Regions from separate parts of the Mus musculus genome. Here all the other regions are linked to region 3. Evidence: chromatin contacts called from public ChIA-PET, Hi-C and HiChIP or PLAC-seq data. All regions are on one chromosome and are shown on one strand. The core of a region is the stretch at or near the end of the contact, and the rest is flanking DNA. Distances in the headings are between cores, read along the strand shown. Region 1 overlaps Tnrc6b (trinucleotide repeat containing 6b). Region 2 overlaps Mrtfa (myocardin related transcription factor A). Region 3 holds the start of Adsl (adenylosuccinate lyase). Region 4 overlaps Tnrc6b (trinucleotide repeat containing 6b).

Evidence for each region. A called contact is a pair of places that touch in the nucleus more often than the background predicts. ChIA-PET counts read pairs in DNA pulled down with a chosen protein or histone mark. HiChIP or PLAC-seq counts read pairs in DNA pulled down with a chosen protein or histone mark.
Region 1: an RNA polymerase II ChIA-PET map of effector CD8 T cells shows a contact between it and region 3, with 23 read pairs. The contact joins the enhancer-like site here to the promoter of Adsl in region 3. A contact is called at or near these places in 7 of 39 promoter capture datasets (the 3T3-L1 cell line, HPC-7-derived erythroid cells, frontonasal cranial neural crest and 3 more), 13 of 484 Hi-C or Micro-C datasets (B cells, CD4 T cells, CD8 T cells and 8 more), 3 of 115 datasets of contacts at active chromatin or transcription factors (CD8 T cells, the HPC-7 cell line and effector CD8 T cells) and 3 of 9 other capture datasets (adipose tissue, liver and pancreatic islet).
Region 2: a contact with region 3 is called in an H3K27ac HiChIP or PLAC-seq map of microglia, with 5 times the contacts expected there. The contact joins the enhancer-like site here to the promoter of Adsl in region 3. A contact is called at or near these places in 2 of 39 promoter capture datasets (embryonic stem cells and erythroid cells), 1 of 484 Hi-C or Micro-C datasets (embryonic fibroblasts), 2 of 115 datasets of contacts at active chromatin or transcription factors (large pre-B cells and microglia) and 3 of 9 other capture datasets (adipose tissue, liver and pancreatic islet).
Region 4: a Hi-C map of the CH12 cell line shows a contact between it and region 3. The contact joins the enhancer-like site here to the promoter of Adsl in region 3. A contact is called at or near these places in 15 of 39 promoter capture datasets (the 3T3-L1 cell line, the C10 cell line, the HPC-7 cell line and 9 more), 4 of 15 datasets of contacts at CTCF or cohesin (embryonic stem cells, large pre-B cells, pro-B cells and 1 more), 103 of 484 Hi-C or Micro-C datasets (the AML12 cell line, B cells, the Ba/F3 cell line and 62 more), 54 of 115 datasets of contacts at active chromatin or transcription factors (the 230-238 cell line, CD8 T cells, DN3 thymocytes and 37 more) and 5 of 9 other capture datasets (adipose tissue, embryonic stem cells, liver and 2 more).

Annotation. Positions count from the first base shown.
Region 1 is chr15:80,811,524-80,817,256 of GRCm38.p6, reverse strand. The region is part of intron 4 of Tnrc6b (trinucleotide repeat containing 6b); the gene reads right to left. Among named protein-coding and RNA genes, the nearest start is that of Tnrc6b, 100 kb to the right of the region's middle. Within about 2 kb of position 2,221, at least 85 of the 459 cell types and tissues checked have an H3K27ac peak or open chromatin away from gene starts, as enhancers often do. A contact at or near this core is called in CD8 T cells, the G1E-ER4 cell line, the HPC-7 cell line and 3 more, where this site is marked.
Region 2 is chr15:81,174,813-81,180,727 of GRCm38.p6, reverse strand. The region is part of intron 1 of Mrtfa (myocardin related transcription factor A); the gene reads left to right. Among named protein-coding and RNA genes, the nearest start is that of Mrtfa, 13 kb to the left of the region's middle. Within about 2 kb of position 2,672, at least 19 of the 459 cell types and tissues checked have an H3K27ac peak or open chromatin away from gene starts, as enhancers often do. A contact at or near this core is called in microglia and pancreatic islet, where this site is marked.
Region 3 is chr15:80,944,020-80,950,367 of GRCm38.p6, reverse strand. Adsl (adenylosuccinate lyase) reads right to left here and starts at 1,878. Exons shown (of 13, transcript NM_009634.6): 1 at 1,668-1,878. The coding sequence starts at 1,820.
Region 4 is chr15:80,720,214-80,726,001 of GRCm38.p6, reverse strand. All of the region lies in intron 1 of Tnrc6b (trinucleotide repeat containing 6b), which reads right to left. Among named protein-coding and RNA genes, the nearest start is that of Tnrc6b, 12 kb to the right of the region's middle. Within about 2 kb of position 3,166, at least 16 of the 459 cell types and tissues checked have an H3K27ac peak or open chromatin away from gene starts, as enhancers often do. A contact at or near this core is called in the CH12 cell line, the SCID.adh cell line, astrocytes and 1 more, where this site is marked.

The sequences.
Region 1 (5,733 bases), core at 972-3,471, 130 kb after region 3:
TCTCTAGATTTCTTATAGCAAATCATATCTTAATTACTTACAATACTTGACAAAATATAACTACTAAGTAAACTGTAAATAGTTGTTGTATTGTTTAGGAAATAATGAAAAAGAATAAAAAGCTCAGCACATGTTCGATACAGCTGTTAAATTTGTTTTCCATGGCTAAGTAGGGCCACATTCTCACTGTTGTAGTAAGTGCAGACTGAGCCTGGAGTGGTGGTGCAGGCTTTAGATCCTAGTACTCCTGAGGCACAGGCTCATCTCTGAGTTGAGAGTGTCTACATAGTGAGTTCCAGGCTAGCCAAGGCTACATAGTTGAGATCCTATCTCAAAGAAAACAAAGTATAAATACATATTTTAAAAACGGGGGTGGGAGGTGGTTGGGGGGAGGGGACAGCCTATGGTCCCCTTCCCCATTCTTCTCAACATTACTTTGATATAAGAAAAGCTGGTTCAGAAAATTTTAATACGCCACTGCAAAGTTCCTTGGCCAGAGAAGTTCCTTCTAACCACCTTCCCCCATCACCAAATATCAGTGCTTAAGCACCCAAACTCAACAGCTAAGGCTGTTAGGATCACTTCCTATCTAACCACTTAGCACAGCTCACCAGATCTTTGGTAAGAACAAAGGATCTATAGTATATAAAGATCTGTTAGAAACAGCCTGCCTGGTTCACAAAACAATTACAAGATAGAATCACTTCAGCTTATCCTTCTAATATATGAAGTTCTACCTCGGGCAACCTAGTTTTCTTTTTCTTTCAGGCTGTTTCCTATACTGGTTTTTAGTTTATTCCAAACTTGGCCTAAGCACCCATGAACATGCCCACATCCCAACCCCACTTATCCTATGCAGATCTTCTCAAGCAGATCTTCACTGGGACTCAGATAACCCCAACTGTCTTTCACCTTGACACACCAGCAGAGAACCCTACATGTCCACAGCAATTACCAGTAGAGCCTGCCCGCTTCTCAACAGGGCTCTGGCAGGGAGAGGGGCTACTCTTAAATATCGTCTTCCTCTGCCTCCCTTTTTCTATTTAACACTCCACCTCCTATTTAACAGAGCCAGTGAATGTAGTGAGAATTTTGGTTTCTTTAAAAGACACAGAAATATTATAGAAATATGTTTTTCGTTTAATTCTAGGTATGGGATATGGGGCTGCTTCAAATTGCCCATAGCAGCTGACTATGATTTGCCTCATGCTCTAGCAGGAGTGTAATTTTGCCAGCTGCAGATAGTTTCTGTGATTATGTGACATTTGGAATACTGGGGACTTTTTAGAGGGTATATAAATGCTAGGACCCTGAGAGGTTGTTGGGTTGTTGGTTTGTTGCAGTTTGTTAAGTAGTTGTGAGTAAAGAAGAAAGAACAGAAGAAGAAAAAATTAGATATCCTGACTGCAAAGATCAAACTTGCCCCAAGGAACTCGGTGCCCTTAACTAACAGGAAATAGTTTAGTGATAACATCACCCTCTTTCTGACCCCTGAGGCTATTATAGGATCTCTTTCCTTTCCTCTCTAGTCTAGTGTTAGGGGTTGAAATGGTTGAAGAAAGGGGGTGGAAAAGGTTAAAAGAAACGACCCACAAAGTAGCAAAAAGATAAGCTACAAGTGAATGGGGGAACACTCCCCCTCCCCCCAGTAATCTTTCCCAGGTTCCAAATTGAAAGAGAGGGAGGGGGAGGGGGAGGGGGAGGGAGAGGGGAGAGACTGACCAGAAGAAGTAATGTATTGGATTTGCTGGAGTTACAGGTGGTTGTGAACTATACAATATGGAGTGCTAAGAACTGAACTCCGGCCTTCTGGAAGAGTAATAAGCCTTCTTAATCGCTGGGTCATCTCTCCAGCTCCAAGTTAGTAACTTTAACAAGTGCCTTTTGGGATACAGGCTCAGTTTATGGATGATGCCTTCAGCCCTGTCCACTTTTTAATGACAGCATTCTCATTCAGGAGAATAAAAGTCTAACAAGGGCAGGGGTTTTTAAAACTCCATTTTTGCTCACAGCTTTATCCCTAGATACTAGCAAAGCTCCTTGCATACATACAATACTCAATAAACTCGCTTACCCACTCAACAACACTGAGAACTAACTGGGTATCGGAAGCTGTGTAGGTACTAGTTAACAGAACAAGTTCTGGTTCTGAGCCTACTCAAAGTAATGGCAGGAAGAGATGAGAAGGTGATGTGATAGACAGGCACTCGGCAATAGAGGGCTTACCTTGGCCTAGCGCTTCCCAACTTCCTGTGTGGGCTTCTCTTGCACCAGCCCTTTTCCTGTTCTCATCTGTCTCGCATAAACTGAAAGCTCCCAAGCTTGCTCTAGCTCCAGCCCCTTCCTTTGTCTCCTTAGGTTACACTAACCATCTAGCAAATGTAGACCATGTCCCAAAGCTTAATTTAATGTACACCTCTTTCCCCAGATCCCGGCTTGACTCTTCCCGGGCCTGGAGTATGTACACCACACCCCTGTCCTCACTCTCCCAGGCAGACTTCACGTCACAAGAGCCTCTAGAAAACAGTCTTTTCATGTTTCTAGTTGCTGCCCAGTCACTCCTCTTGCTCTGTGACTTGTCCATCCATAATCTCTCCACTTCCTCAGATGGATGTCAGTTCAAGCAAGCTAAACACACACACACACACACACACACACACACACACACACACCCCTGCTTTCTTTAAAACCCAGTTTTTATGTGTGTGTTTTTGAGACAGGGCTAAGTAGGGCCACATATGCTCTACACATATGTGTAGTCCTGGCTGTCCTGTACCTCGCTCTGTAGAACAGGCTGTCCTTGAACTCAGAAATCCACCTGCCTCTGCCTCCCAAGTGCTAGAATTAAAGGTGTGTGCCACCATCTGGCAAAATCCAGGGTTTTTTGTTGTTGTTATTGTTGTTTGTTCTTTAATTATAAAACACATCAAGACACAGCTCTAGCTGGCTGAGGTGGTATATGCTTGTAATCTGAGCACTCAGGAGACTGAGGTAGGAGAGTCACTCACAAATTCCAGCTAGGGAGCCTGATCTGTAGTGTTAAGTAAGATACTATCTCAAAAATAAATGGGAACAGGGAGAAAACCTAAACAACTCTTCCAGATAGCCAATGCTATCCAACAACACTATCCTGAAACACTAATAAACAAAAACTGAGAGCCAACAATATGCTAAACACTTCAAAACAAACTCAGACAACCCCTAGAGCAACTTCCTGAGGAAGGTATCACTGCCCCAGTCAGTACCTTAGAAAAAAGCTGAGGTACCCAGCACTGTGACTGGCCCAACTCTGGGCCAACTGCACATACAACAGCCCTGACTTCAGAAGCTCATTTATGCCTAAGTCCTGGAAAGGGCCAGGCAGAAGGATTGTAAGTTTAGGGTAGCTGAGAAGGACCCCCTCCCCCCAAGTGCTGATAGGGTCAGCATAGCAGAGTAGGCCAGTGAGCTGCTAGCTAGGGCCTCAGTTACTGGAGTAGAGTGAATACAAGAAACATTTTATCTTTCAGAGGGATACAGCGACAATTGATGTCCAGTTGCCAGAATTAAAAACTTTGTCATTTAAAATACAACAGTAGAAGGTGAAAATTAAAATTAAAACGTAGTATGTTAGAAATTTTGCCATGCCATTATCCATAACTCATAAAGGCTGACAAGCAGGCCAGCTAAACCATACATAAGATATAGTGTTTAATCCTAGCACTCAGGAAGCTGAGACTGAAAGAAATCGGGAGCCCTGCCTGGGATACGGACCATGTCCCAAAAATAAAAACTTGAGTTGGTGAAACAGTCCAGCAGGAAAGGCACATGCTGTAAAGCCTCACCAACTGAGTTGGATCCCTAGAATTGACTCCTGTAAGTTGTCCCCTGACCCCACATGCATGCCATGGCAGACATATATGTTTGCCTGTGTGCACACATGCAAACAAAATAAATGAAACAAACAAAAAGAAAGAAATGTCTGTAATATGACTTAACAATCTACTTGCCACTCCTTTTTAAAGATGTATGTATGTATGTAATGTCTATGAACACATAGTAGCAGTCTTTAGACACACCAGAAGAGGGCATCAGATCCCATGTGAGCTACCATGTGGTTGCTGGGAATTGAACTCAGGACCTTTGGAAGAGCAGCTGGTGCTCTTACCCACTGAGTCATCGCTGCAGCCCGCCACTTGCCATTCTTACATAATCACCGCTTGCCGGGTCAGATCAACTCTACCACAGTTTCCTCATTTTTCTCTAGGTTCTACTTGCTCCATAGGTAATGGGGTTCACTGTCCCCCTTTCTGTCTTACACAAACATTAATAGTTATCTGCTCCCTATTATCTGTTTATTTAAGACAGAGCAAAGTAATTTAAAAAAACCTATAGCATTGTTCTTGTGGCACTGAGGACTGTGTACTCTTAGCAGTCACTGTTCTACAGTTACATCTATGGCTTGTAATTTCCTTCAAAAAAACTTTTTTTAAGTGTGACTCAATGAAATCACTATTTTAGTCACTAAGAAAGAATGAAAGGAGTCCTAGAACTTGAAAAAAGGTTTATTCCTGTGAGTGAGGCTAATAAAACGACCAAGCACATAGTTAACTGTGATACATCTTGAGTTCACCTGTAATTAAGATGCAGTTCCCAAATACTAAATTTGAGCATCTATGCTGACCAATAGAGGGAAGGTAGAAAAAAAGTAAGCAATGTAGGTTTCTTTATATTGCTATATCATAAATTTATATTCAATTTAATGGTATGCCTCTTAGTCTGAGATTATCTGTACATTTTTTGTTAATATTGTTTACTTTGAGATGATAATCGTGGTGAATTTGACTTAACAAATTTAATACCAGTGACTTATGTGGGAGTTTAGCATGCCCTTTTCCCTCTCCCTCTTTTCCTTTCCCTTCCCTTTGTTTTGAGACAAGGCCTTATTCTTGCAACAATATCTGGAGTGCTAGGACTGCTGGCATGAACCGTCACTCAAGGCTCCAAAATTGTCTTCTTTAAAATCCAGTTCAAAGGCCAGGGGACAAACACACACACACACACACACACACACACACACACACAGAGCACTCCAGAGGCAGAGGCAGGTGGATCTCTAAGTTTGAGGCCAGCCTGGTTTGTAGAGTAAGTTCCAGGAAAACACCAGGGGACAAACACACACACAAACACACACACACACACACACACACACACACACACACACACACACACACACACACACACACACAGCACTCCAGAGGCAGAGGCAGGTGGGTCTCTAAGTTTGAGGCCAGCCTGGTTTGTAGAGTAAGTTCCAGGACAACACAAGACACCTAAAGCTGGGGACTAGCATATTAAAATATTGAGGTGACTCAGGAAATACCAAATCCAGCTTGCTTCACTACAGTGTAAGTTTTAGAGAAGAATACTAGGAATGGGATGCTAGGTGAGGGAGAAGGCTCAGTGATTGAGAGCACTACACTCTTGCAGAGGACCTGAATTTGGTTCCTAACACCCACAGGGCAGCTCAGCAACCACTTGTAACTTCAGTTTCAGGGGATCTGATGTCTTCTGGCCTCCAAGCATGACTGCACATGTACTCAGGAAAAGTCACACATATACCTAAGTTAAAGATAAAACTTTTAAAAAATGCTAGTCATGCCGGGCGGTGGTAGCGCACACCTTTAATCCCAGCACTCGGGAGGCAGAGGCAGGCAGATTTCTGAGTTCAAGGCCAGCCTGGTCTACAGAGTG
Region 2 (5,915 bases), core at 1,423-3,922, 230 kb before region 3:
TTTACCAGCTCTGGGATCTTGGGCAAGGGTTTAGAATCTCCATTTCCTCATAGGATACTTGTGAGAGCTAAATGGTTCCGTGTAAGGGTTTAGCGCACGAGAGTCATTTAATGTGGGCTTATTTCTCTTAGCCCCTACTAGAGCTTTTCTAGTAGCACTAGCCAAAGTCACTTTGCATATGTGTGTGTGTGTGTGTGTGTGTTTGTATGCTGCACATGTGCACATTTGTATGGAGGTCAGAGAATAATGTTGGTCTCATTCCTCAGGTACTTGATTAGTCAGGGTTCTCTAGAGGAACAGAATTTATAAAATGAATCTTTCTTTCTGTGTATATATACATATATAATGTATGTACATAGTCACATATATGTACATATATGTGTATGTATATGTATACTTATGTACACACACATTCACACATATGAAGGGTATTTATTAGAGTGGCTTACAGGTTGTGGTCCAGTCAGTCAAAAAATGACTTTTTAGTCGGGCGTGGTGGCGAACGCCTTTAATCCCAGCACTCGGGAGGCAGAGGCAGGCGGATTTCTGAGTTCGAGGCCAGCCTGGTCTACAAAGTGAGCTCCAGGACAGCCAGGGCTATACAGAGAAACCCTGTCTCGAAAAAACAAAAAAACCAAAAACAAACAAACAAAAAAAATGACTTTTTACCAAAGGAAGGTCCAAGGATCCAGTAGTTTTTCAGTCCACAAGGCTAGGTGTTTCAGCTGGCCTTGAGTATATGCTGGAATCCTGCAGACATAGGGTCTGCAGTCAGTGGAGAACTACACTTGCCAGCAAGAGCCAGAACAAGCAGGTAAAGAGCAAAGGACTCCTTCCCTGTCCTTTATGTTGGCTGCCAGCAGGTGTGTCCAGATTAAAGGTGGCTCTTTCTGCCTCAAAAGATCTGGGTTTTCCTACTTGAAGTGATTTAAGAAAAATCCCTCACAGGTGTGCCCAGCCACTTAGGTTTGAGTTCATACCAGATGTAGTCAAGTTGCCAGCCAGAAGTGGCCCACAGGTGACTTCCCGCTCTTGTTTTCCACAGGGTCTCATTGGTCTGGAACTTTGCCAAGTAGGCTACACTAGCTGGTGTGAGCTTTCAGTGGTGTGCCTCTCTCGCACCCCATCTCCACACTGCTAGGCTTATAGGCATGTGTTACTGTGCCCTGTGTTTGTTTGTTGTTTGTTTTTAACATGGTTTTTGTAGTATGAACTCAGGCCCTCACACCTTAGAGGCAAGTACTTTACTGTGTCCCATCTCTCGCCCCTTGCCTAGTTACTTACGCCTGTCTTTCTGTGATGTTAGGGACCAAAGTTATCTCTCTCCTGCTGTTCTATGCTCAGCATCAGCATAGTGGCTGTCATGCTGGGTAGTAGGTGCTCAGTAAACACTCAACAGATGAATGGAACTCCACTTTCTGATCTTGTCTCTTTAGGCTTAAAGGACAGAGTTCTAAATATATTTCCTGTGGCTCACGTGCCCTTCAACATATTTTCTTGCAGATCTATAATGTTCTTGTTTGAATTTTCATGTATAGAAGAGTAGAGCTAAACATGGCAAGGACAATATTCAGCCAGTAAGAAAACCAGAAAAAGCAGAGCAGTGATCAGAGTCAGTGATGAGAATCCTCTCTCTGTGTCCAGCCTCAGTCAACTAAACAGTTTTCACGGTGGTTGCCCTGACGTGGGTGTTGCGGAGTCAGCACGTTCTCCCTAGTTTCCTGAGGTGGCTGACTTCAGGCTAGAGCCTTGTCCTCTCCTCAGTGTCTCCTACTTCACACGAGGCAGTCCGCAGCAGTGTTGTTAATTCTGTCTTCAGCACACACATCTGTCATCACCTCACTTCTTCCCTCCCCTCACAGTGCCCAGGTCTAAGCAGCTCTGTTAGGTTACTGTGCTACAATGTTGTGACAGGTCTCTGCATTCACCGTTCTTTACAGTCGAGGAGGTCAGGAGCGGGAAGTCAGATTCTCTGGCCAAAATCAAAGCGTCACAAGGGCCATATTCTTTCCGAGGCTTTAGGTGAGGGACTTCTGGTGGCCATTGGCTTTCCTTGGTTTGTAGAAGTGTTCAGTATATATTAGCCTTGAAACGTTTACTGCTATTTTTTTCTATTTTTGTCAAAGTTCTTTCTTCCTTCTCTTTTACAGGACCCATGACTGTTTAACTCATGAACCTACCTGACAATCCAGGCTGATCTCCCCCATTACAAACTCCTTAATTCAACTACAAAGATTCAGCTTTTCCTCTTGATAGAAAGTCCCAGGCACTGGTTATAGGAACTCGGATGTGGCATATTTGGAGGTCATTTTTAGCCTCTTGTAGTCTGTTCTCTGGCCTCTAGAAGTTCCTTACTGTCCCAAATTAAAATACATTAATCCATTCCAGTAGCTCTGAAAATCTCAACTCAGTACAGCTTCAGTCTGAGCTCATTTGTGCATCAGCAGCTCCAAGATACCAGTTCTTTACGATTATTAAAAAATTACCTTTTAGCATGCTTGTGTGTGTGTGCGTGTGTACATGCACGTGCTGCGGTGCAAATGTAGCGCTCAGAGGCAGTTTGCAGCTCATGGCTCTCTCCTTTTACCATGCGGTTCCCAAGAATTGAACTCAGATTGTCAGGCTCTGGAGCAGGTGCTTTTGAGTCATGTTGCTGGACCCCAAAATAAAGCATGATGTCATCCAAAGGGGGAAGCTGTCTGTTCTCCTGGGACAAATGCAGGAGGCACACACAGTATAGCAGTTATGAATGTCTCCATAGTGAGGGATGGAGGAAGGAAGGGATCGAGAGGGAAAGGGAGAGGGAGAGAATATGCAAGGGCCTCAGGCATTTTCAGAACCTGACAGAGAACCTGACTTGGCAGGTTCCAAAGTCTGGAAGGACTTCTCTGTGACTTGAGACTGCCCTCGTTGCCTATGGCGTTGGTGTCCGCTCTTCCTCCTCTTTACCTGAAGAGTAGTGTATCTTTGCAACTGAATTGGTTTTTCCCCTCTGTTAAGTGGTAATAAATTTGGTATTATTAATACCAAATTATAATTGCTGAGAAGCAGTTAAAATATAGTTAACATTTCCCACCATAGCTATATTCTAGTGTATTGTTAGCAGTATTGGGCACATTCTTGTCATTATACAACTGTCCATCATCACCCTCCATCCTGAGCCCCCTTATCTTGCAGAATTGCAGCTCTATGCCCACTAACAATAAAACTCCCCTTTCTCCTCTGCCTCTAGCACTGGCAATTGGTCTTATACTTTTGTTAGAATGTGTGTGTGTGTTGTGTACACATTAGTGTGTACAAGTGCTCATGCCTGTGCAATTCGGAGGTCAGAGGAAGGCATTATGTGCCCTGTCCTATCACTTTCCTTTCATTCTCTCAGGATCTCTCAGTGTATCTGGAGTGATGCTGCCTGCCACAGGCCCGAGCAGTTCTCTTGTCTATACCCACAGCAGTACTAGGATTGCAGACGTGCATACACACGTCCAGCTTTTTCTGTGGGTGTTGGGTCTGAAGTTGCATCCTCCTGCTTGTATAGTAGGTGCTTGTGCTCGCTGGTGCATTTCTCTACCTCTGCTGCCGTGCTTTTATTGCTGTAAGTACCTCATATTTATGGAAGCATGTAATATTTGTCTCTTGAGGTTGGTTTAGTTCACTTAGCATAACGTATTCAAGATTTACCCATGTCACACTTTCCTCCCTGCTGTGCTGACTAGATGGCTCAGCAAATAAAGGCACTTACTTTCAAGTCTGATGGCTTGGGCTTCATTTCCAGAATTCACACGGTAAAAGAGAACCCAGTCCCTCAGGATATCCTGACATCCGCAGTCGTGCTGTGTCATGAATGGATTCACCCCCACACATGCTGTGTCATGAATACATTCACACGTGTATATATACTACATAAATGTTAGGAAAAAATTCTGGGTGTGCTGGTTAGTTTTCTGTCAGCTTGAGCCAACCTATGGTCATCTGAGAGTAGGGAACCTAGATTGAGAAAATGCCTCCAAAGATCATGATGTAGGCCAGCCTGGAGGGCATTTTCTTTCTTAGTGATTGATGGAGAAGGGCCCTGTCCATTGTGGGTGGGTAACATGGGTAAAGGCACTTACCTCCATGCCCGATGACCCGAGTTTGATCTCTGAGGACCCACATGGTAGAGAGAGAGAATGGACTCCTGAAAGTTGTCCTCTGACCTCCATATGTGTGCTGTGGTATGTGTGTGCCCACATACAGCCCCATACCACACATGTATAAATATAAATAAGTACTCTTTAACTAGCTGGGCAGTAGTGTTGCACACCTTTAAGCACTTGGGATGTAGGCAGGTGAATCTCCTTGAGTTTGAGGCCAGCCTGGTTGGTGTACAGAGTTTGGTCTACAGATACAAAGAAACCCTGTCTTGGGGGGGCTGGGGGGGAGGTATTCTTTAAATAAACTAAGTCCCTCCCTGTCAGTGTTCTGAGTAGTTCCGTTGGCCTGATTCTTCCATGTAGAATTCTGATAGCCACCAGTGCTGGGGTGCAGCCATGGAGTCCTGACATGAGTGCTGGGGTGCAGCCATGGAGTCCTGACATGAGTGCTGGGGTGCAGCCATGGAGTCCTGACATGAGTGCTGGGGTGCAGCCATGGAGTCCTGACATGAGGGGTGGGGTGCAGCCATGGAGTCCTGACATGAGTGCTGGGGTGCAGCCATGGAGTCCTGACGTGAGAGCTGGGGTGCAGCCATGGAGTCCCGACATGATTGATCTCTATTTCACTTTGTCCTTTAAGCCAAAGTGTGCAGTATTTCTACTCATAAAGCATTCTTAGACACTTTGTGGGTCTCTTGTGTATATCTCAGGAATTCTTATTAGTCAAGAGGGTCCTCCATAGAGCCTTGCTGGATAACCTCATCTCTATTCTTAGCTTCTGCTTAGGCTTGGATGAGTCACAGTCTTTAACCCTAGTGAAAGGTTGTTCAGTCACATCCGTAGCTTTTCCTCCATCAACTGCTTTCTTAATAGTGAATCTCTAATTTTAGCATCTTTTGTGATCAAGATAAACTGAGAATTTTCTATATCATCAAGTCAGTTTTCTCTCTCTTTTTTTTTTTTTTGGCTTTTTTGAGACAGGGTTTCTCTGTGTAGCCCTGGTTGTCCTGGAACTCAGTCTGTAGACCAGGCTGGCCTCGAACTCAAAAATCCACCTGCCTCTGCCTCCCAAGTGCTGGGATTAAAGGTGTGCGTCACCACTGCCCGGCCGATTTTCTCTTTTTTTTTTTTTTAAAAGAGAAATTTAAAAGTTTGAATATGTTTTTGTGTGTCTGTCTGTATGCCATGTCTGTGCAGGTGCCCGTGGCTGTTAGAAGGCACTATATATATATATATCTATCTCCATCCCTTGGAGCTGGCGCTCTAGGCAGTTGTGAGCTGACCAGCATAGCTGGGAACCAAACGTGGGTCTTCTGCACGAGTAGCAGTAACAAGCACTGAGCCTTGTCTCCAGTTGTTAGACCTGTTTTTCATTTAACATTCCTATCATTAGTTTTCCCTTACATGATATTGTAAACAGTGAGAAAAAACTAGGCTACAGAGTTAGGATATTGCCCAGAAATCTCACTAAGTCTGTGTTTGAAAGTTGCACTTTTTACAGGTCGGCTCTTTTCCTTTTCTACAGATTGTTTCTCCTCATTTCCTTCTTAGTTTCCTGGAGGTTCCTGTAACCCTCACGGTCTCTCCTGAAAGGTGTTCATGCCCTGGTTTCTCCTGGTGGAGATGTTTATATCCTCTAGTGTTTTTACCTTCTGTGAGACATGGTCTCACCATGGACCTCTGGCTGGCCTGGAGCTCAGAAGAGATGTGCCAGTCTCTGCCTGTGGAGCCCTGAGATTAAGGCATGTGCTGCTGCCATCCCCGGCTGGATGTTTACATGCTCTC
Region 3 (6,348 bases), core at 629-3,128:
TGACTTCAAATCGAACACTGTCTTCAAAAGGAAACTTAGCAGCCAGAGAGCTGGCTCAGCTGCTGTAAGCAGTTGCAAGGGAAGCCTGGAAAACGGAGCTCCACTCTCGGAACTCCTGCAGAGGCGGAAGGAGAGAACCTCTTCCACAGAGCTGTCAGCCAGCTGTGAGCCCCCACCACGCACACACCCATACAAATACACACTTCCCATACCGGAATCTTAAGTATTACTCCTAATCTGTCGTTCCTTTTTTTTTAATATCATGTGTGCCAGAGAAGGCATCAGATCCCCTGGAACTGAAGTTGCAGATGGCTGTGTGCGGCGGCCCCATGGCTGCTGGGAAAGGAAGAGGTCTCTGGAAGAGCAGCCAATGCTCTGACCCACTGAAGTGTCTCTTCAGCTCCTCATCACTTCCCCAACTTCACCAGTCATGCGTGGGGTTTGTGTGTGTGTGTGTGTGTGTATGTGTGTGTGTGTGTGTGTGTTTGAGCCAAGGTCTCAGTGTGCTGTTCTGGCTGGCCTGGAACACGCTATATAGATGAGGTAGGAGGTAGGCCTCAAACTCACAGAAACTCACCTGCCCCTGCTTCCCAAATGCTGGGGGTGGGGTGGGGGTGTTAACACATGTGCTGGGGAGATGGTTCAGCAAATAAGAGTCCTCATTGCTCCTGCAGAGACCTGACTCTGGTTCCCAGCACTCACGTGGCTGCTCAAAAGCACCTGTAACCCCAGTTCCACAGCATCATCTGACCTCCAGTGGCGCCTGCACTCACACAAGCCCATATCCACATGCAGCCACAGAACTACACAGAAAAATAATCCTTTCATGCTAAGTATCACATCTGCCTCTCGCTACTAAGTTGGTGCTCTAACAGATGATCCATATTCACAGCTGTGTATGCGTCAAGCAATTTGTAGACCAGATAAACCTTACACTTCAGTTTCAGCTTGAGGGCACTTACAAGCTAAGGAGACACTGGCAACGGTAGTAGAGACAGAGAAAGGCAGAGAGAGAGAGAGAGAGAGAGAGAGAGAGAGGAAGAAGAAGAGGAGGAGGAGGAAGAAAAAGAAGGAGGAGGGAGGAGGAAGGGAGGGAGGGAGGAGGGACGAGAGGACAAGAAGGCAAGAACACAAGAAACAATTTTGAAGGCACCAAATAAGCTTTCCCAAAGGCAGAAAGCAACCAACAGGCCGACCTAGCTGTGATGCCCATGAACTACAACAACCAGCCCGGCATAACAATCCTAAGGGTGCATTTCGTGGTGGTTATGCCCTCCTCGTGCTCATGCGAAAAATGACCATCAAGTTTGCAACGTACTTTTTAAAAGAATAATCTACTTGTTTTCTGTGTGTGTGTGTGTGTGTGTGTGCATGTGTGAGCGCACAGAAGTCGAAGGACAACTAATAGAAGTCAGGTTTCGCCTTTCTCACCATGCTGAACCCGGCTCAAACTCATGTCGGATAGCTTGGCGGGAAGCGCCTTTCCCCCTGAGCCTGCAAAGGTATAAGTAGCATTCCACTTGAAATGCGCTGTGGGAGGACGCAAACACACATAGCCTTGCCCAAACCGAAGTCCTCCAAAGGATGTGCAGGGCTCTGGGACTGTTGCCGAGGCAACAGGTGCTCGGGCCGTGACCTCCCTCGGGACAAGAGGCCCGGCCAGTTACCTGTTCGGCCTCCGCCAGCCACAGCCACAGCTGCCGCCACGTCTGGAACTTGTACCTGTCGCTGAACAAGAAACACATCTCGCGGCTGGCGTAGCGGGCCGCCAGCGGAGAACGGTAACTTTCAGCACTGCCAGGGTCGCCGGATGCAGCCATTTTCAACACGCGACCAGGACGCGGCGGACACCAGCAGCAGGGCCAAAAGCGGAAGGGTGGCGTGCGTGGGGCGGGACTTCCTCCCAAGGCCCCGCCCCGTGTGTAACGCCGGCCTGGAAGGCGAAGATGGTTCAAGTTTGGCTCGTCGCCCCTGAGGGTCAACGCTTTTCTCTTGGTTTCTACGAATCTCTGCCCCACGCTGTGCCTCCTCAGTTTTTCCATCTGAGGAAGGCACATTAAGACCCGCGTTTAACCCAGAAAGGAAAGTTGCAGAGGCATTCGGAGGGACGCCAGGAAGGCGCCCTAGTGGACACTTGGAGTACTGCAGTCCCGCTGGAGACAGGCTCAGCTGGAGACCGAAACTCTTAAACCGCGGTGCTGGTTCCGATCTCCGGAAAGCAGCCTGTCAGAATTATTCCACGCGTGGTGGCTCGAGAACAAAAAATTCAAAGTTTTTGTATCAGAATAAAGCTGAAAATAGCATACATTAAAAAAAAATAGCCGGGCGTGGTGGCGCACGCCTTTAATCCCAGCACTCGGGAGGCAGAGGCAGGCAGATTTCTGAGTTCGAGGCCAGCCTGGTCTACAAAGTGAGTTCCAGGACAGCCAGGGCTATACAGAGAAACCCTGTCTCAAAAAAAACAAAAATAAAAAAATAAATAATAATAATAATTTGAGGTCAGCCAGGTCTCCAGAGCGAGTTCCAGAACAGCCAGAGAAAACCTGTCTACAAACAAACAAACAAACAAACAAACACAAAACAGAAAACAAAAAGCCTCGTCCAGCAACATAAAGAGACCCACACGAGGCATGGTACATTAGATCTGAACACTGCTCCCTCTTCCCCACACAACCGCTCCTTAGTGTCTCCTCTTCCTGAGCTTAAGACTTAGCTGTTGCCAGAATAGTTTGTACATCAGATAAACCTACCAGACACCTGCGCCCAAGGTCCTCGATTGGATTGGAGGCTGTGGGCCGATGTATGCTGAAAAGAACGTGTTCCTGGAACTTTGTACTCTGGACTGATTCGGGGGTATAGTTGCTTGGATATGCTGTAGCAGCTCACTGTTCTCTTCCACAGAGATCCTTGCAGAGCCAATCCTTCCCAGGCTCCAGGCTCCAGGCTCCAGGCTCCAGGCTCCAGGCTCCAGGCTCCAGGCTCCAGGCTCCAGGCTCCAGGCTCCAGGCTCCAGGCTCCAGGCTCCAGGCTCCGTAGTGCTCTCTCCCGACTCTGCTTCACTTGGCCTCTGGTTACTTTTCCTCATTAAACCGTAGCTTCAGCTGTTAGCTTTCTACTTGGTCCTGTTTCCTTTTCTGACTTTATTTTTGCGAGACAGAGTGATACACTGTAGCCTTAACTGGCCTGGGACTCACTATGTAGAGATCTGTCTGTCTTTGACTCCTGAGTGCTCAGATTAAAGGCATGGGTCACCAGCCCAGGTGGTTTTGTGGTGGTTGTTGTTTGGTTTTTGTTTTTTAATGCATGGACTTCTGCTAAATATCATCAGCTACCTTAGTTCTGGTTACTGTGGAGGCCCCTGCTTTTTGGCTTGTCTCCTCACTAACCACTCCCAGCAACTCCATGGATGTCGGTCCAGTCCCTTTGGCAAGTTATTTAATCTCTTGGCAGTTAGAATTCTTGCCTGAAAACTATGGCTGATGCCCCCAGGGGCACAGTGAGGTAAGAAGACAAGCAAAGCCAAGTAGTGGCAGCACGTGCCTTTAGTCCCAGCAATCGGGTAGCAAAGGCAGTCATCTGATCTCTGTGAGTTCGAGGCCAGCCTGGTCTACAGAGCGAGTTCCAGGCAGCCAAAGCTACACAGAGAAACCCTGTCTTGAGAAGAAAATGCTGGATCTCTGACTGGGACGAAGGGCCCAACCAGTATCCTCTTCTGCTTGCCTAGTATCCCATTGTAACTTCTGTCTCCTCCTCCTCTTTCCTGTCTGCTCCCATCTCTTGTTTTTTTTTTTTTTTTTTTTTTTTTGAGACAGGGTTTCTTCCTGGCTGGCCTGGAACTCAGAGATCAGCCTGCCTCTGCCTCCTGAGTGCTGGGATTAAAGGTGTGAGCCACCACCTGGCTTCCAGTGCGCATCTTATATCATTTTCATTTTGCACCCAATTGCTTCTATTTCTCTCTTTTTTTCCCTCTCCCTTTTCTCCTGTACTCATTTACCCATCCAGGCTGATGGAAGTGTTTAGCACTTTGGTCAACTTCCTCCTCCATTCTTCAACTCTTCCCCCCTTCCCCTCAAGCCACCACTCACACTGCTCGGCTGGGAACAACCCAGCCTTTGGCTGAAAGGCTTACCTTGCATCCATGAGTCCTCCACAGCATTGGCTTGACTCGAGCCTAGGTACCCCAGTTTGGCTGTCACCGTTACCTGAAGCAGCATCTCTCAACGTGTGGACTTTTTATTTTTATTTAATATGCTTGAGTCTTATATGTCTGTGCACTACATTCATGTGGTGCTCAAGGGTGCCAGAAGAGGGCACCAGGTCCCCTGGGAGAGCAGTCAGTGCTCTTAATTGCTAAGTCATCTCTCCAGCCCAGGGATTTTGAGTTCCCCACATCTTACTTGTGGCCTAATTCAGTGAACAAGTCTTCAAAATATTTTTAAATATATTTATTCATTTTGTTTTCTATATTTTGCATACACATATATATATATGTGCATCAAGTATGTGCCTGATGCCTTCAGAGGTCAGAAGAGGGCAATGTATTCCATGGAACTGGACTTACGGATGGTTGTGATATGACAGAAAGTGTTCATGAACCCCAAAAGACCACCAAGGAGCCAATTCTGATGCAATCACACTAGGGTCTCTTTATTTAAGCTCAAGCTTGGGACACACCACCATCTCTAATGCAGTAGAGCAGGAGGGTACAGTCCTGAGCCCAGGTTCAGGCAAGCATTTATAGAAGCAAGAAGAAGGTATCTAGCCAGGCACACATTTGATTGGGAGGCAGGGGTGGGGCTATGGCCTTTAACATAATTGGCTGGTGCTGGGAGCCAAACCATAAACTTAACTTCTGTTTTCCTTCTGATTCTTAGGAAGTGAGGTGCCAGGAGCAGACTTGTAACCTGAAGGTGCAGAACTGTTGGGGAATGGCTTGGAAACTGGTGCTAGACACCAGTTTTGTTGGGGGGGATGGGGGAAGCAGAGGTAACCTGGAAACTGGTACTAGGTACTAGCCTATTAGTTAATTCCAGTTCAACCTTAGGTCAGGTTCTCTAAGGTGGAGTCGGAACCCAAAGGATCTGGTTGCTTAGTGAATCTTCATATGAGTGCTGGGAATTGAACAAGGTCTCTGCAACAGCAGCAAGTGCTCTTACCCCCTGAGCCATCTCTGATGCCTCTTCTTGGCTTTATTCCTTTTTCTTTCTTTGAGACAGGGTCTCGTGTAGCCTAGTCTGGCCTCACCCTTGTATAGTCAAGGATGACCTTTAACCTCTATGCTTCTGCTTCCACTTCCTAAGTGGTGTGATTACAAAGGTGAACTGCCAGCCTCCCTGCCTATGTGCATGCTAGGCAAGTACCTAAATCTCCAGCGTTATGCTTATAATGGTCCACTTCTAAGATGCCAGACCTCAGTCTAGGCCCTCTATGTACTAAGCAGGTGTCTAGTCTATGTTGCATCTCCACCTTAAGCTTTTCCCATGTAAGGTCTTTGGTTTTCCAGCTTCATTCTCAAAAAGCAAGCAAGCAAACAAACAAATAAAACCCCACAAAAGCCGGGGGTGGTGGCACACGCCTTTAATCCCAGCACTCGGGAGGCAGAGGCGGGTGGATTTCTGAGTTCGAGGCCAGCCTGGTCTACAGAGTGAGTTCCAGGACAGCCAGGGCTATACAGAGAAACCCTGTCTCGAAAAACCAAAAAAAAAAAACCCACAAAAATAAAAACCTTTGGCCAGAGAGATGGCTCAGTGGATGAAGAGGTTTCCTGATAACCAGAGTTCAATTTCCAGGTGAAAAGAGAGAACTGAGTCCTGAAAATCATTTGATACTCCCCAACCCAAATACATAAATGTAATAAAAATGTATATAAAAACCTTTTGGCTGGCCATTCCTTTAATCACAGCCCTGGGCTGTTATAGAGAGAAACCGTGTCTCAACTTTTAAGTCTTTATTATATATACTATTTATTGAGTGCTCTATTTGCATGTACATCTACATGCCAGAAGAGAACATCAGATAATATTATATGATGGCTGTGAGTCACCATGTGGTTGCTGGGATTTGAACTCTGGACCTTCAGAAGAGCAGTCGGGTGCTCTTACCCACTGAGCCATCTCTCCAGTCCCCATATTTATATGTTTGAGATGGGATCTTACCCTACAGCCCAAGCTGGCCTCAAACCTGAGGGGGTCCTTCAGCCTCTCAGCCTCAGGCAGGTTTTGCAAGTGTGAGGCAGCACGGGCTGGTGCTGTGAGGATCACGTGTCTTCCACACACAAAGTGGAGGCCTTCTGACTCTATGAGATGAAATAGGCTGAGTGTGGAGAGTTCTGGTGGGGAATCTGGGGTC
Region 4 (5,788 bases), core at 1,917-4,416, 230 kb after region 3:
GGGTTGTAGAAGGAAGGGTAAAGTAATTCTTTGGGGCAAGAGGCCTGTGCTATACTCAGACTACAGTCAGGCAGCGATGGCAGGGGTATCAAGAGTTCAAGTCCAGCCTTGGACTTGAACACAGTGGCTTCAAGGCCAATCTGGGTTGCATGAGACCCTTCCTCAAAATGAATGAATGAATGAATATGTTATAATCTGGTAAAGGATTTATTGGTACAAAATTAAACGTTCTTTTCCTACCCTGAAAAAGAAAGGATGATCAATCTCACCACTTCTGCTCAATATAATACCTGAAGTCTAAGCCAGTTGACTAAGGAGTAGAATCAGACTTGAAAAATAAAAAATAAAAGTGTCATTCTTTGTAAATTGTATGTGTGTGTGTGTGTTTCTAGACAGGATTTTTCTGTGTATTGCTGGCTGTTAAGGAACTCACTCTGTAGACCATACTGACCTCAAACTAAGAGATCTACTTGTCTCTGCCTCTCAAGTGCTGGGATTACAGGCTGTGGCTCCACCACCCAGTCTATATTTTTTAAAAAAGGTTTTATTGTATTTATTATGTTAGGTGCCAGTATGGAGGGCAACCTGTGGGAGTCACTTTTCTCTGTCAGCGACGTGGGACCCAGAGACTGCCTGAGATCGTCAGGCTTGGCAGCAAGTGACTTTACCTACCAGTTGTGCTGACCCAATATTTATATTTAAAATATAAATATCTGCAGGGGCTGGAGAGATGGATTTGTGAATAAAACCATGGGTTGCTCTTCTAGAGAACCTGTGTTTGGTTTCCAGAATCCACATAGCACAGCTCACAACATCTATAACTCTAGTCCCGGGAAGATCAGATTCTGGCCTCCATGGGCACAGCCTGTATGTGGCACACCGACAAACATGCAGTCACTCACAAATACAGAAAAAAATGTATCTTTTAAATATAGGTAGATAGATAGTAAAAAATAGAGTAAAATGTACATATAAAGTATATATAGTAAAATGTCACTAGAACCAGTAAATGAAATTAACAAAGTTTGCCTAGTTCAATATACTCTCGTTATATCAATTTAAAAACAAACCAACAAGTCAGACTGGAGAAATAACTCAGCAGTTAAGTACCCATAATGCTCTTGCAGAGAAGCAGGCTTGGCTCCGAGTATTCACTGGAGCAACTCATAGCTGCCTATTAGCTGCCTAAAGCTTCAGCTCCAGAGGATCTAACACTTTCTGCTGATCTTCACCAGGCATTCCATTCATGTACACACACACACACACACACACACACACACACACACACTTAAAAAATAAAGTATTTTTGAAAGCCTCTGGAACTGGGTGTGATTTCCATGTCTTTAATCCCAGCACTTGGAAGCACAAGGCAGGCAGATCTCTGTGAGTTTGAGGCCAGCCTGGAAAGTTCCAGGACAGCCAGAGTTACAAAGAGAAACTGTCTCAAAAAACAGAAGAAGGAAGAAGGAGGAGGGGGAGGAAATAGGGAGAAGGAAGAGGAGAAAAAGAAGAAAAGAAGAAAGGGAAAAGGAGGAGGAAGAGGAGGGGGAAGAAAGGAAGGAGGAAGAGGATAAAAAAGGAGGAGGGGAAAAGGCCACCAGCCCCTCTGGATACAGCTTGATATTGAGTCATTGACCAGCAAGTGGTAGACCTTGGGTTCAATCCTCTGTACCACATAAAAAATTAGAATTCAAATATTCAATTTTGAGCAAAACTGTTTTGCCACATGCTAGTTTCTTTTTTCACTATTCTTTGGAGTATGTGAACTGTCTTCTCATCTTGACATTGAACAGGCTCTTCATACTGGCCGAATGTAGTGACCTCAATATATAGTATCTATCATTTTTGTATTCTTTTATAAAATTATATTTTTGCACATTTAATAATAATAGTAATAATAATAATAATCAATAGTAATAATAAACTGCACCTATTATTTTGCCTAAAAGAGCACCTCTGGATGCACAATGTGGAGGGCCTTTGGCTAAGAAATATTTCAAGGAAGATAATGTTTACAGAAACCTTTGTGTATGTGTATATATGTTTGCACTAAGCCACATGTGCCAAAGAGTAACACTAGGTGTCTTACTCCATTGCTTTCCACTGTCCTTTCTGAGACATGGTCTCTCATTGAACCTGGGGCTGTTGTGTCTCCTAGACTGGTTGGTTGGTAAGCCCCAGGGCCTGCCTATCTCTGATCCTATTCCTGGAGTTACAGACATGCACTGCACATCTCAACTCAGGTCCCCAGGCTTGCAGAGCAAGCACTTTACCCACTAAGTCACTGTCTCTTTAGCCCAGGAAATTCTGACAGTAAGAGAAAAAAATAAACTGGTAGGCAGATGCAGAGAGAATATTTTACATAAATCAAACCTTCAAAAAAAGAGAGAGCCGAAAGGAAAAAAAATCATATGGAAAATGAAGTAAAGATTGTACCAGATAAGTCAGGGATAAAAAACTGGGAATGGGAGTTGGTAGATTTGGAAAAGTAAAGGCACCTGGCTCAGACAAGAATTAATTTCCTAGAATAAGGAAGCATGTGGTTTTCAATGAGGGAAAAGAAAACAATGGGTAGGAAATGTTTTCTGAGCAAAGAGAAATGGGACAACTGGCAGACAGCTACTTCAACAATCTATAGACACAGCCTGAGGATGACTTCAAATCAGGCTGGTGGCTTGGAAACAGAAGCCAGAAGTCCACAAAGCTGCAAGAGTACGGAGTGCACAATCTGAGCCACCTTTGAGGCCGAGGCAGGAAGACCTCAAGTTCAAAGCCAACCTGGTCAACACAGCGAAACCCAGTCTCAAACAAGCAAGCCAACAAACAAAAACCAAAGCAGAACAAACACAAAACCAGCTCGAAGCCACAGCAAAAATAACTAAAGGACAGGACACCATTTCAAGATCAGTATCAGCAGATTTCAGGATCCAGGTAGAGAGAAGTGACTGGTGAGGGTATCCAAGAAAGTCGACAATTTGCAAGCAAGTAAGGCAGAGTAGGCTCCAGCCTCTGGGGTCGCTTTTCTAAGAAGCAACCTGAATGAGTCCTCAGCCTCAAGGATGGGGAGGTTAAGGGCAAACAAGAAAGTGTCGTCCACACTCCTCAGTGCAGCAAAGAAGCGGAGTGCATCAGCTTCCAAAGCAAACAGGGCATCAGCACAGGCCCTGGCACACAGTGCTGCGGCAGAGTCACAAGCCATGCAGGGAGCACAGGGTCCCCTGTTTAAACATTTCAAGCCAGCCCTCGCTGGTTTAAAATGTGATGCCTTTCACATTTTCATTCTAGTTTTGTTTTTGTTAGTCTTACAAAGAGCCTTTCACTGTGATTTGGAGAGAGGTAAAGGGGGGAGGAGAGGGAGGGAGTGGGGAAAGAGTATTTTCTGTTGTGTGTGTGTGTGTGTGTGTGTGTGTGTGTGTGTGTGTGTACTTCCCCTTGGCCGGCCAGCCAGCCATGTAAATCAGGAGCATGGAGAGTGCATAGCCCCCTCTCTGTGGAGACTTGTGTCTCCCAGCTCCCCACACTGGTTAATTGCGATAATGAATGTGCTGGGGGTTTTGTTTTTTAAAGGAACTATGCCAAAATGCAAATAAATCATCATAAATGTTAAGCATATTGTTGTAAAAATACAACATTTTTGGAGTAAAACATGATAAAGTAGATGGTGAACAAGTATTTTAAAGTCAGTAGTTCACAGTTCATCTACTCAGAGACTTATATATTAGGACAGAGACATACCCCTGGGTAAAAAAATCCCGTGAAAAGACTGTCACTGAGCCTGATGCACCATCAACACGGCTTGTGCAGGAGAGCGACAATTCTTTCAGAGCAGTAGTCTCTGTTCTTATCTGGATTTCTTCCTCCAGACCAGAACTCTGTACCTAGCAACTGCTTTAGACATTTCTCCTGCTCTACTGTGAATGTTAGCAAGACAGACCCACTTTCTACTTTGAACGTTAGTGGTGTGTGCACGTGACCTCTTTGATGTGCCTATGGAAACCAAAGGTCAACTATGGGTGTCTTCCTCTATCATACTCCACCTCATTTTGAGACACAGTCTCTCACTTTTTTGTTCACTGCCTGGCAGTGAGGCCTAGGATCCTCCGGCTTCCTCCTCCCCATCTGAGTTAAAGGAGCATGCTGCCATGCCTGTCTCCTACCTGGGTGCTGGTGATATGAACTCAGGTCCTTATAACTGCACAGCAAGAATGTTATCAATTGAGCCATCTTCTTAGCTTTGAGTTCCCAGATTGCATATTATATTTTTAAAAAATAAGATACTCCAGAACTGTGTTACAGAATAAACCACACTCATTGTACCTATCTAGCATCTCTTCAGTCCTTTTCAATCTGGGACAATAAGTAAGTACCCAGACCACACACACATTTACCTAATACCAGTCACATAGCATCATATGAGTGAATCAGTACCACCAGTGTTTAATAACCTACCGTTCTGAAAATAATTCTTATCCCACAAATGCTAAGATTGTACATGTGTGTACCACATCCCACACCATGGTTGTTCCTTTAAAAAGTTTAGTGATTATAGAAAGAAGCAAAATACGGCATGGCCAGGGAAGGAGTGATACAGGAAAGGAAGGCAGTCTATAGTACTACAGTCTGAATCCTGAGGACTGTCTCTAACACAGAATGCTTTTTGTCTTGGTTTGGTTTGTTCTCCAAGGCCGGGTTTCTCTGTGTAGCTCTAGCTGTCCTGGAACTTGCTTTGTAGACCAGACTGGCCAGGAACACAGAGGTCCCCTGCCTCTGCCTCCTGAGTGCTGGGATCAAAGATGTGTGCCTCCATGCCCAGCTCACAACGCTATGAATAGGTGTGGAAGTAAACTAGGTCATGGGGAATGTTCCCTGGAAGGGTACACTATGGTACTGGCCCCTTTTCTTCCTTACTTTCTGCTTCTCACTTGGTGAAGTCTTCCTCTATCATATAAACCCTCCATTATGTGCATTCTTGCCTCAGACCAAAAGCATCAAGCCAACAGATCATGGACCCAAACCACCCAAACTATGAGACTGTGAGATAAAACACATTCTAGTTTGCTTCAGTGTTAAACATCTAACTCAGGACTTCACAAATGCTAGGTAAGTGTCCTCTAGTTCAACCCTTTCTTCTTTCCTTTTATTTCCTTTCCTTTCCTTTTCTTTTTTTAGGTTGATTTATCTCAAGTCTGTTACAGTAATTTAAAGCAGACTAACACAGAAGAGGACAGAAAGGAAAGAGCTATTGAAATTACAGAGGAGTAGTTGACAGAAAGCAGGCTGACTTTCCACTGTCAACTCCCTTTCTCCACCTCTGCCTGAGAATCAAATCAAACTCACACTGGCTTGGGAGATGAAGGAACTACGCAAAGCCTGCCAAGCTCTAGGAATCATCTTCTCCGAGACATGTGCCCAGAGGCCCTTCTGGGCAGTCCCTCCTGTTCCACCTTTCTCCTTTTCACTGCTCAGTCTCTGGCCCTTCAGAGATGGCATCAGCACTCACTCAGGTGACCTAGAGGTCACTTGTGCTGCACAGCTCTCACAGATAAGCTGGCGTGAGTCATCACTTTCTAATTCCACCTGACAGCTTTTGCACAGTTTACAGGTACTCGTCTCCAACAAGTGCATTAGCCAGAAGAGACGAGCTCCACTCTGGCTTGTGATGACTGGCTTCCCTGGAGAGGACTTCAGAATGACTTTAAGTGTTCTAATATTTGGGAGGAGGGGGCTGGAGAGATGGACTGGCAGTTTAGAGCACTTGCTGCTCCTGTGAAGGACCTAAGTTCAGTTC